Linked DNA regions of Zea mays: regions 2 and 3 are each linked to region 1. Evidence: chromatin contacts called from public Hi-C data. All regions are on one chromosome and are shown on one strand. The core of a region is the stretch at or near the end of the contact, and the rest is flanking DNA. Distances in the headings are between cores, read along the strand shown.

The links. Hi-C and Micro-C count contacts between places; a contact is called where the count stands out from the background.
Region 2: a contact with region 1 is called in a Hi-C map of ear, with 2.1 times the contacts expected there. The contact joins the promoter of LOC100272272 here to the promoter of LOC100273545 in region 1. A contact is called at or near these places in 2 of 25 Hi-C or Micro-C datasets (ear and tassel).
Region 3: a contact with region 1 is called in a Hi-C map of tassel, with 1.7 times the contacts expected there. The contact joins the promoter of LOC100282844 here to the promoter of LOC100273545 in region 1. A contact is called at or near these places in 2 of 25 Hi-C or Micro-C datasets (ear and tassel).

The regions. Positions count from the first base shown.
Region 1 is chr5:173,205,890-173,209,857 of Zm-B73-REFERENCE-NAM-5.0, reverse strand. LOC100273545 (Protein SMAX1-LIKE 3) reads right to left here and starts at 1,895. Exons shown (of 3, transcript NM_001360277.1): 1 at 591-1,895; 2 at 125-362; 3 at 1-12. The coding sequence starts at 1,795.
Region 2 is chr5:173,405,323-173,409,290 of Zm-B73-REFERENCE-NAM-5.0, reverse strand. It overlaps LOC100272272, which reads left to right and starts at 2,281. Exons shown (of 5, transcript NM_001146760.1): 1 at 2,281-2,406; 2 at 2,528-3,176. The coding sequence starts at 2,617. LOC100286172 (digalactosyldiacylglycerol synthase 1) reads right to left here and starts at 1,848. Exons shown (of 7, transcript NM_001159060.1): 1 at 1,107-1,848. The coding sequence starts at 1,754.
Region 3 is chr5:173,361,631-173,365,598 of Zm-B73-REFERENCE-NAM-5.0, reverse strand. LOC100282844 reads left to right here and starts at 2,266. Exons shown (of 1, transcript NM_001156135.2): 1 at 2,266-3,352. The coding sequence starts at 2,459. The coding sequence ends at 3,082.

The DNA of each region.
Region 1 (3,968 bases), core at 646-3,145:
ACGGGAAGGCTCCTGCATGCGGGTATTATGCATGTATAGCAGCTACTAAGTATATCGTCCCATCACGTAAACTTTTTAATGGTAGCCTAACCTAGTAGACTAGGTTCGTTAGACGTGCACGCACCTGATGATCCCGGCAATGCTGAAGCCAAGGGGGGATACTCGACTTCACCGTCGCGTCGCACTTGGTTGCGGAGCAGTCGGCGGCGCAGAAGCTCGAAACGGCCGTCAAGCGGCCGGAACCGCCGGCGTCCAAAAGCGACAGGCAACGTGGCGCCGCCGACCCGTTCCCACTTCTGTCGTCGTCGCACTTTGCCATCTTGCAGCTGATCGACTGGTGATTGATTGTCATTGCAGTTGCACTGCCAGACGGAGAACCCAAAGTGATAAGTTAAATAGTTAAGTATTTTCGTCAGTCACGTACCCCATGAATCCATGATCAATCGAGACTATTGTTTGCCACGCATTGTCTCAAATTTGAATCAAATTGAGATGGGACATGCGAAAATGAAGAAATGGTCGGCAGTGATATTGATACAAATAACAAGTTACTGAGTGTTCGATTAATTATGATTCTTATGAATGGTTACCTGTCGCCGACGAAGTTGAGGCTGAAGGCGAGGCTGCCAGCGGGGACGGCGAGCGTCTGGAGGCCCCAGAGAGTCTCCAGCGAGGGCTGCCCGGCCCTGCACCTCATGTAGCTCTGGTACGACCCGTATCCAACGAGCCAGACGCCGTCGCCGCCGCGGCACGCCAGGGCGCGCACCTCGGCGACGGCGTGCTCGACGGCGCAGTAGTAGCAGCAGGCAGACGGCCACCTGGCCCTCCCGGACTCTCCGCGCCCGGCCCAGAACTCGGCCGCCCACCCGAGGTCCTCCACGACCAGCACCACGCCGCCCGCCCTGCCGCCCGCCTTCACCGCGCACCGGAGCTCCACGAGCACCCTCTCCGCCTCGTCCCTCGGCAGGTCGCGGAACCTGGACACGCTGACGCTGACCACCTGCGCGCCGCGCAGGGCCTCGCCGCGCTTGATCCTCTCGACCGCCGCCAGCACCGGCGCCTCGGCCGAGGCCGCGCACTCGGCGACGACCATGACGCGCTTCTTGCTTCGGGACGCCAGGCAGTCCAGGACGACGGCGACGTCCTCGTCGCGCGCTTGATCGAGGGGTAGCAGCAGCTTGCCTGCAGGCTTGGTCTCTTCGGGTGGAGATGCGCTAGGGTTAGGGTTTTTGGTTGCGGCGGCGGAGGCCGAGTTGTTTGCCTCGATGGAAGAGACTGCCTGCTCGACGTTGGCCTTGACATGGGTGCTGGAGAAGCCGGCCTCGCGCATGACGCGGCTGATGCTGGGGTCATCGAGGATGGAGATGACGAGCTGCTCCAGCTCGATCTTGACGGCGAGCACGGGCGGCTGCTGCTGCTGCTGCGTGTCGACGGAGCCCCGGCGCTGGTGCGCCTGCGCGCGCTTGAATGCGGCGACGAGCGCGTTGGAGAGCGACGGCGGGTAGTAGACGTGGCCGTGGCCGCCGAGGAGCGGCGAGGCCGAGGCCGGCAGGCGGTTGAGCGCGACGTTGAAGCAGAGCTCCAGGGCCTTGCACTGCAGCGGGTGCGAGTGCGACTGCAGGCACGCGGCGCGCAGCAGCCCCGTCGGCGCCTGCTGCTGCAGCATGGCGCTGGCCACGTGCAGCGGCGTCACCTGCGCGTTCCCGCGGCGCCGCGCCAGGCTCACGGCCTGCTTCACCACCACCGCGGCCTCCGGCGACAGCGCCTGCTGCACCGTGCAGCCCCCGGCTCTCATCCCTGATGATGATCCCTAATAAATCCGATTAAGCGAAGGCGAAGACGATGAGACGATGGGTGGTCTCTCTCGCTCTCGCTGAATGGTAGTGGGCCTGTCTGAGCAACTGCTGCTCGCCTGCTCCTGCTTTATATGCGAGTAGCCTGGTTTTGTGCTGCCTGTGTTTATCTTTGTGCAGGTGCAGCTCCTGACTCCTGCTAGCTAGGCAGCTAGCTGCTACGGAATGCTGCTGATGGAGGTCAAGTCTGGATGGTTTTATTTGTTGTTGTTGTTCTTTGGGTTTGTGCTTTTCTTGCTGGGGAGGGCTCAGTTGTTTTTATTTTTCTTTTTAGATGGGTTTTTTTTTCTCTTTAGACCAAAGTGGATTTTGTGGTGTGAAAAAGTGGGCATGGCATGTGCTGACAAAGCAGATACAAAGCGACCTGATCAGCTTTCTTTCGCTCCATCCATGGCTCGCCGGCCCTCTTCTCCTCTCACCTGTCTCTGTCTACAACACTGTATCGCTGCTCATTTTCAGGTAGCAGCGCCTAGTACTAGGACTCTAGTCTCTAGTGGTACTCCTACAAGCTAACTGCACAGTATCCGTAACTAGATCGTTTGTTTGTTTGTTTGTTTCATGTGCTCATGCATTTGTGCCATCAACTCATCAGCTGACAAACCTGCACCACACAGCCTCTAAAGAAGGAAACTAAAAATGCTGAAGAACCTTGTTAGCCCTGATTATTTCGATACTGCATATGCATCAAAGTGAGCAATGCAGACTGATCACTGATCCTCATTAGATTCAGAACATGCAGTGGAAAGATCTTGGGTCTCTGATCTATGCGGCTATATTAATCATTGGCGCGGAAGGCGAATGAGCTTGTGACTTTTTGTGCATTCATCGATCTTGCGTGCCGAGCAAACTTTTTTGTGTGCCTGTTTGCCAAATATGGCCGACCTTGGTGCAGGAAGAGGACGAATATGTGGCATGTGCGATGGGATGCTTGCCGCAGAGCAACCATTTGCTCCTTGCACTGCTTAGCTTGTTGGTAAACTGTTTCACCTTTTTAAATTGCCGAGAGATCTAGGAGCAAACGTATGTGCTGTCATCTTATTTATAATTGCTATATGGCATCACAAACAAGGCAACGCAAGTTAAGATATTTGGACCTTTGTCCTTAACCAATCACTTCTTTGAAGTGTTACCTCATTTATGAAGATGAGCTATCTGCTTGAAGCTTTCTTCTTCGGAAATATGGACATTAACAGCTCCGCCTCATAGCCATCTTCGGCATTAGTTCTGCAACACGTGAAATAAGATAAAAAACCGTTATTGGATAAATATTTTGAGGACCTTTGGAGGAAGGACCTCCAATAGTATGCAATACTTTATTGGTCTCAAAAAACATATATTTATCGAAATATCATATTTCTTTTAAATTTGAGTAATGATACAAAAATATTATCAATATTTTGTGTTTTCAATTAAGTTTTTTTATAAAAGTACGTTTCAACACAATGTAATTACAATTATTAAATCTCACAAGTGTTAGTGTTGTTTTGTATATTTAGTCAATTTTTTTAAAAGAAAAAATAACTTCTCGATAAGTGATATGTGCACTTTTTGGACAGAGGGAGTAGTTGTCACTACTCTCGGTATCAAAATATTCGACATTACAACATTTAAAATTTCAAAATAGATGTGGTTCTCATTTTTCAATATCCATTTCTCTTCTCTTAATATATTTCTTCGTTTCTCAATATCTCTCTCTATTTCTAGTCTTCATCTCTATTTCTAGAGGTATTAATTGAAGGAAATCAGAGGACAGATGGATTGAAACGTCGTGACCTCTTTGAGTCGGTGTCTACGTGTTTATATAGCTAGTGCATCCAACCAATGTTGCCTTGGTTTACCAGTTTAAAGGTAATGAAGGCTTGATTTAATTGTTACATCTGCCTTGCTTTATCTAAACTGAATCAAGTTTATCTCTTACCTTTGGAAAGTACAACCAATCATGCTGAAGATCATGTGTGATTGGAATCTAGACTATATCGTTTCACAACGCCTCTCAGTCACACTTTTCCTAGTTTAGATTGTACTTAATTTTTTTCAACTTTCTTACAGTGAGAGCTTTTTGAATCCATATATGACTTGATATTTTGTAGGCATGGAATCAACATTAAGTATTCT
Region 2 (3,968 bases), core at 1,032-3,531, 200 kb before region 1:
ATTTACTTCTTTAAATTTTACTAGCATTTATCATCTCACAAGTCATAAATAGTCCTGATAACGTTTATCCATGTTTTCAACGTAGTCATTAATTATGCCTACATTCAGGAGGTGCTCTGCAGTTTCTTGATACACTACTACAATACCAGTGCGTTGGACGGTACACAAGAAGAAATAGTACACTTTATCTTAGCCAAAAGGCCTAGAAAGGTATGAATTGAAAAGTAGCCCGACCCCTTTTTTATAGCTCGCTCGTTCATCTTTACCTAGCGGGGTGGTACTATGAGGGAGCGTTGCGCTACATGCGGCTTCCTGTTGTGTTTGGCTTAGGTGGTGTTGAGCACCAAAATTGACCGTGCGGGCCGAAGAGAGGTCAAGTAATAGGTCAAGGAAGACTAATACTAGGGCTACACTAAGGCTAGATTACTCTTATTCCTAAGGAATGGAAAGAACATTGCAAATAAGGTAAATATGAATAATAGGTTTGATTGGATCGATTGTGGGGGGTCTCAATCGACTGTACCCCTTTATCTATATAAAGGGGGAGGTCTGAACCTGTTACAAGTCAGTTCTCAAGTTAACCCCACAGGTTTTGCTAACAAATCCTGCAAGAAATCTAGAACCCTAACTGATTCTGCGCACGCACGCACAGTCCGCGCCGCTATGGCGGACCGTCCGGCCTCAGGGTCGGACCGTCCGCACGATCAATTTTGGTGCTCAACAGGTGGTTCTCACGGTCCATCTATAGGGTAATGGCCCACTAATAGAGGTTTGGGTGGTTTTCACGGTCTATCTATCAGGATAATCGCCCACTGGTAAGGGGGAATAGACTTATGCAGAACGATCGTTGAAACTGGTGAATTATTATAGTAGAGAAGAGAACTGAAGTAACTAATGCCAGAGGTTATCACGATAGCATATGATCATTACTCCATTAGTCCACTTGGTTCATATTAATTCTTTAGAGCCTAATCGCATAGGAGACATTGAATTGATTCCTAAAAACAAATTCTACAAAATTCCCAAGGCAATCCACCAAATCAAAGCAGGGCAGCAACATTGGTCAATTAATTAGAATAATCTGCGAGATGGCTGTGCAAAATTACCAGGCTGGACTTGAATTTCTCGACGAGCTCGCCGGTACTGCGCAATCCCTCAAAAATCTCCTTGGTCTGGCTCCGGCGCTCGAACTCTTTGATGCCGTCCCGTATCATCCTGAGCACCTCCCATTCTTTCCCCTCTTCCGCCTCCCCGTTCCACACCACGCGCCTCCAGCGCTCCCCGCCATCCACTTCAGAGACGATGGCGTTGCGGATGGCGGTGATCCCAGAGAGGTCAACACGTGCGCGCGCGGGTTTCCCCGCCCCGCGCGGCGCCCACCCCTCGAGCACCCTGCGGCCGAGCTCCCGCTCCTGCGACACGTACCGGCGCCGCAGTTCGGAGATCTTGGGCTGGATCCGTGTGCGCACGAACTCGAGCTCGGCTATGGGCGCCCCCGCGGCGAGCGGCGGCGGCGGCGCGGAGGTCAGCGCAGTGGAGGCGGACGCGAGGATGTGCTCGAGCTCGCGGTCCGCGAGCGTGCGGAGGGAATCAGCCCTCGCACGCATGAGGCGCAGGTCGGCGGTGGCGGAATCCCGCACCTCGCGCCACCCCTTTGAGAGAAACGAGAAGGCGCTGTCGTCACCCCGCCCAGCTCCGAAGCCGCCGCCGCCACCGATGGAGACCGACGGACGCGGCGACGCCCTCGCCTCCATGGCCAATTCCGGAATGGCCGCGGCTAGGGTTTTGGCGTTTTGCCGTTTGGGAGTCGCGAGAACCGAGAGAAGCAGCTAGAGTGCTAGACAACACGCGAGGTGTTGGGAAAGAGAGGGGAGAGGACGACGACGCCACGGAGCTCCGACGCCACGCGTTGATTCGGGCCGGACCGCCGGAGGAAGGAAGCCGCGTTCCGACTTGGAGGTATCCCATCCGTCAATCCGTGGCTGGCTCTTGCTGTGGGGTCGGCATGGCAGTGAGAGTGATTGGAGAATTGGATCCGCAGGGCAGATGTGGAATCCAGCTTTGTGGTGGGGTGGAACGGTGCTACGGTGACGTGGGCATACGTGCGGTCGGGAAGTGAGCGGGGACCGTCCGGGGGTTGGCAACGCAAGGCCGTTGCCCATGAGCCAGGAGCCCAGGACTGCAACGCAAGGCCCATTTCGTTCCGCCGCCAGCTTCAAGGCCGCAAGGCCCATTTGCGTTGATCAACCGCGTCCTCGACGATTGCGTTCACCCGAATCACGCCTCCCTTTCCTTTCTCCTCCCTCACTACTCACACCCCTCACTTTTGGCGGCGCCGACTGGGCACCCGCGTCGACCTTCGCCAGGTCTTCGTCGGCCCTTTGGCTGGAAACAAGCATCCACCAGGTATGCCAGCAACTCCTCTTCCTGCTGTGCGAAATCGAGCACACCAAACCCTTCCCAAACCCTAATGCAGGCTATTTTACATTCGGATCTGACCCAAAGCTGCTGTTTTTCCATATGAAAGGAACAACGCAAGGGATGCTCGATTGGCTCTAGTTACTTAGCAGAACCAAAAGAGGAAGGCCATCAAAGATACGAGGGCTTTTTCTCGCCATGTCTCGGTCGCCACACCTCCCACCCCGCTGCCCACCCCTGGGTCCTCAGATCACTCGAAGGGATGACAGCATGTTCACGCAGAGCTGCAGGTTTCCATCTGGGGATACGTTCTTTAGTGAGCCACCGTGCTGGCTCGATGATCTCCTTGCAGATTCCGGGAAAGCTCCCAAGCTTCCTCCTCTCAGAAGGGCCTGTAGCGATTCTGATGCCATCTTGGATGCTCTGTCAACATTTGAAAGCCCAATTTGTCGAATTGAGGAAGGCAATCAAATCTCTGGTGGTGAAGCTGATGACTTGTTGGATGCTGGCGAAGGTGGTGAAAGCGGTTCTGTGGTCGAGGCTAGCTGTGTTTATGGTCCGAATTCACCAAGACAGAAGAGTAGGCTGACAACTTCAGAGAGTTCCATGGTAAATGCTGTGCTTGAGAATGTACCCAGCAACCCCTTGCAGTACTTGAGCATCGATGCCTCCAGCGGTATGAATGGTAATGTGGCCAATGGAACTGCTGATACCTGTGATGCTTTTGGCCACCCTGATCAAGACAAGTCATTTAAAAGGTACACTTACATTTGTGAGTGAAATATCTAAAATACTTCCTTCGAATATTCTCTGGTAAAGTAGCGGTACATTGCTGCTTTTACTAAACTGGAGTTTTTTAGTGAAAATGCTAGAAAGATATAAATTATCAAGTGCAGATGTGAACTTTGGCTCTCGCCAACAGAAATGGAACACGACACTCTACTGCTTTGCAGAAATTAAATTAACTGATGGCGCTTCTAATTGAGTAACACTAACGACAACAGCTACTATGCAATCAGGTCTTAGGTGCAAGTGTGTAATGAACCTCTTGGTCCGTTAGATCATTATCCCACCGTAGATATAACTATGGTTTGTTAGAGGTCTTTTATAAATCTACGCGAGCTGATGGTGGATGGGTTTAAGTGTTAAATGTGATATGTGGTTAGGTCACGATCTAACATTCTAACGGACCATGAGTCTCACATGCACGCTTGCATTTAAAATATAACTGTACAATAGTCGTTGCCTGACACTAACTTATGTCACCATCAGTAGCAATGCCAGATAGAATTTATTGTCATATGATCTTGGCAGCATAAGTAGTCCAAACCATGTGGGTATGTGGTGTGTTGAAAAGTTAGTTCGTAAACCCTGATTGGTTGAATATTGTGAAAGCAACAATTTCCTTGAGTTTTATAATACTACTCCCCCAGATTGTCCAACAGTCAAAGTCTATGTTATGTGTCAATTAGAATTCTTATTTTTTCCAAGATGCATACATTACATAGGCTCTGTACAATTAAAAGGGAGCCTAAACATCATTATACCGG
Region 3 (3,968 bases), core at 1,017-3,516, 160 kb before region 1:
GTCCTCTGGTGCACCGAACACTGTCCGGTGGTGCACCGGACACTGTCCGGTGTACACCGGACAGTCCGGTGCCCTAGACCAGAGGTGCCTTCGGTTATCCCTTTGCTCTTTTGTTGAACCCAATACTTGGTCTTTTTATTGGCTAAGTGTGAACCTTTTACACCTGTATAACTTATACACTAGAGCAAACTAGTTAGTCCAATTATTTGTGTTGGGTAATTCAACCACCAAAATCTTTTTAGGAACTAGGTGTAAGCCTAATTCCCTTTCAGATAGTACTCCACAAGCGCCAAGTAGGCTAGGCGATGAAAATCACCGAAATAACCGACTACTTGGATGACTCTGCGCGCCCTGCTCCCCCTCTACAGATCGATCACTACGTGCTCGATCAAAGATGGGCGGTCGACGGCTTTCTGGTTTGATGCCTGGCACGGGGAAGATGACATGTCCACCAAATTCCCATCCCTCTTCAGTCACGCCAAGAATCCCGAGGTCAGTGTGCGTGATGTCCTGGAAGCTGGCCTTGCTACACACCTCGTGCCGCGCCTGACCTCGCAAGCCGTCGCGGAGCGCGGTGCACTACAGTTGGTCCTCGACGACGTGTTGCTGTCCGAGGCGCCGGATGTGCGTCACTGCCCCATTGCTGGCGCTGGAGGTAATCTACACACAGGGAGCCTCTACCGTGTCATGCGCTGTGGCGAGGGGATGCGCAGTGCTGAGGCTGTTTTTGTTTGGCGCAACCAGGCCCCCCCTCGGGTCTGTTTCTTTGGTTGGCTTGTCAACAACGGTCGCATCCAGTGCCGCGTTAACCTGGCCAGGAAACAAATTGTCCAAGATACTATGTGTGAGGTCTATGGTCGAGCCCCTGAAGACACAGCGCACATCTTCCTCCACTGCGGCTTCGCTTCCAGTTTCTGGGGTGCTCTGGGAATTACGATTGCCTCAGACTGCAGCAACGTTCTGCTGAGCCTGCTTCGGCCGTCCGCTATCCCTGCGAAACACTACAACATGTTTATTCTCCTCTGTTGCTGGCAGCTTTGGAAGCGCAGAAATGCTGTGGTGTTCCGTGGGGAAAGATCCCCACTTGCGGCTACCATGCTGTTGTGCCGCTCTGAAGCCGGTTTTTGGAGGTCCAGGCTGCGACATGAGGACCACTAGATCGTGGCTGCCTGGTGTCGTGTTTTGCATGTAACGTAGCGTTACCATTTCGATGTAATCTATGTAATCCATATCCCCTTGCTGTACTATCAATAGGCGATTTGGCCGCAATAAGCAATGCAATTCAGGTGGGGATCCTATCCCCCGGTGATATTCAAAAAAAAATAAATAATGAGTCATAAAGATTGCCTAGTGCTACCAGATAGGTAACACACAATCTCTCGTTTTTTTTGCAATACGCTAGATCACTCGCAATCTCACACAAGTGAGATCACGAAGCTAGCAGGCGAGTTGGAGCGGTCGCTTGAGCTCTATGTATGCAACAATATCAGCAAAAGGTTGCTAAAGAAAGTAAAGAACTCAAAAGAGCCTGCAAAACATCTATTTAAAGAGCCAATTAACTAAGCAACTAAAACAAAAACCTCTATGCATACTCAATAAAAAAAGCATTAGTCCGTATGGTTGGTACTTAATTATCAGAACTAAATTAGGTCCTTTTCTACATCCTAGCCGTCTGTATAGATAAAATATGTAGTAGTGAGCAGGAGTAGTGGTCAATGAGAATGAGAAGAAGGTAGACCCAGATTTTTTATAAAATAAAAACGGATATAGGTAACCAAGATTGGAGGGTCGAACGGGCAACCGTCGCGTCGGCCACCATTATTCCTGTGGGTTTAAAATGTAAGCGTGGCTGAGTGAATCTCAAGCTATGACGTGTGTACTTCCCGGCGTCGCACTCAAGCAAAGGTGAAAGGTGGACACGAATCTCAAAGCGCACATGCACACGCACAACCCGACGTCCCCGTGGCTGACCCGGTGGCCCAGTACTGGATGAATTATGTGCCGGATTAGCAGATGGAGGAATCTTCTTCGGTTGGGACGTTGCTTTCCGGCCGCCGCTCTCTGCTTGTCTGCTCTACTCAGGCTCAACCCTGCCGCGAGGGTTAACCAATCGTGCTGTGCTAGCAAGGGAAGGGAACCCTTTTGAGTGGCACATGCATGCGCTGTGTTTTGTGTTGTGTAGTGTAGTGTAGTGTAGGGGTAGCCCGCTTGGTGTGCCACTACAGTTTTTTTTTTAAAAAAAGCCATTACGCTTTCCTAGACCGCACGGCTCAGTCACCAACCCACTCATCACTCCTCACTCACTCACTCAAAACGAAAGCCAGCTCAGCTCATCTGCTCACACCTCACAGGCTCACACCCACAGGCCGGCCGCCACAGCACCGCGGATAGCAGAGCAGAGCGGTGAGCTGCAGAGCAGGGTAGCCGAGGTCGTCGTCGTCGTCGTCACTCGTCAGCCATGAGCAAGGACAAGCACCACAAGCACGAGCACCACCTGCGGCGTTGCTGCGGGTGCATGGCGTCGTGCCTCCTGGCGCTGGTCCTCATCGTGGCCTTCGTCTCGCTGGTGGTGTACCTGGCGCTGCGCCCCTCGAAGCCGTCCTTCTACCTGCAGGACCTGCAGCTGCGCAGGCCCATCTCGCTGGGCGACCCGTCGCTGACGGCGTCGGCGCAGGTGACGCTGGCCTCCCGCAACCCCAACGACCGCGTGGGCATCTTCTACAAGCGCCTGGACGTGTTCGTCACCTACCGCGACGAGGCCGTGACGGTGCCCGTGTCTCTGCCGCCGCAGTACCAGGGCCACCGCGACTTCACCGTCTGGTCCCCCGTGCTGTCGGCCGAGTCCGTGCCCGTTGCCGCCTACGTCGCCGACGCCATGAAGCAGGACGTCGCCGCGGGCTTCGTCGCGCTGCAGGTCAAGGTGGACGGCCGCGTCAAGTGGAAGGTCGGCAGCTGGGTCTCCGGCAGCTACCACCTCTTCGTCAGCTGCCCCGCCGTGCTCTCCGCGGGCTACCCCGGCGTCAACAACACCGTGACGTCGCTCAAGTTCGCCCAGCCCACAGGATGCAGCGTCGAGGTGTGAGTTTGTGACCAAACAAGTGCCCTCCCTGTCCTGCCCCCTACGTATTGTTGCGTGCTACTCAAATTTCATCTCTGGGTGCGCCGGCCGCCGTTAACTGGGTTCTTTTAATTTTGTTCATGTCTCGTTGTCAATTCTCATTCTCTTGTGGGCCGGGGGAATAAATTATTTGCTTTCGCCAGATGGCTGTCCAGAAACTTCAACTCAGTTGTACCATGACGTGTATTAATTATTTGATTTCGTCCTTTTATTATCCTCAAATGTTTTTACAACCAAACGCAGCTACGCATTGCATTACTAGCTAGGAACGGCACTATGGTTTTTACTAACAGGATGATGTCAATGTTATACTGATGATTGTTTCTGTCCATGTCTCCAATAATAGATAGATAGATACATAGATAGATAGTGACTACAGAACAAGCGGCATTGTTCTGCTTAGTATACGACTAGGGATGGCAATTGGATCCGTGGGTATGGATACCCACGGGTTTCGTACCCGATGGATATGGATACGAGTTGAAAAATTCACCCGTGGATCCTGTCGGGTCGGGTACCCGAAATAAGTCGAGTAGGGTACGGATAGTATAGTTTACCCATGGATATCCACTGGATACCCGAAATATTAATTCACAATTTCATATGTTGTGTTTTCGGCCCATGAACCAAAGCAAAATGGCCCAAAGGCCACCAAGAACGGAAGCGCCCAACCCAAGCGTAGTGTGGCCCGTGTCCCTGTTGGCTGCTGCTAGCCTGGTACTTGTAGTCCTAATTCCTATTCTCCTAACCGGCTAGCTAACCAGCCAATGAGCAACTGTACTATGATTTGTAAATTGGTGATGTTGCTTTGCTTATCAATTTCACATATTGTGATGTTGTTCATTAAATC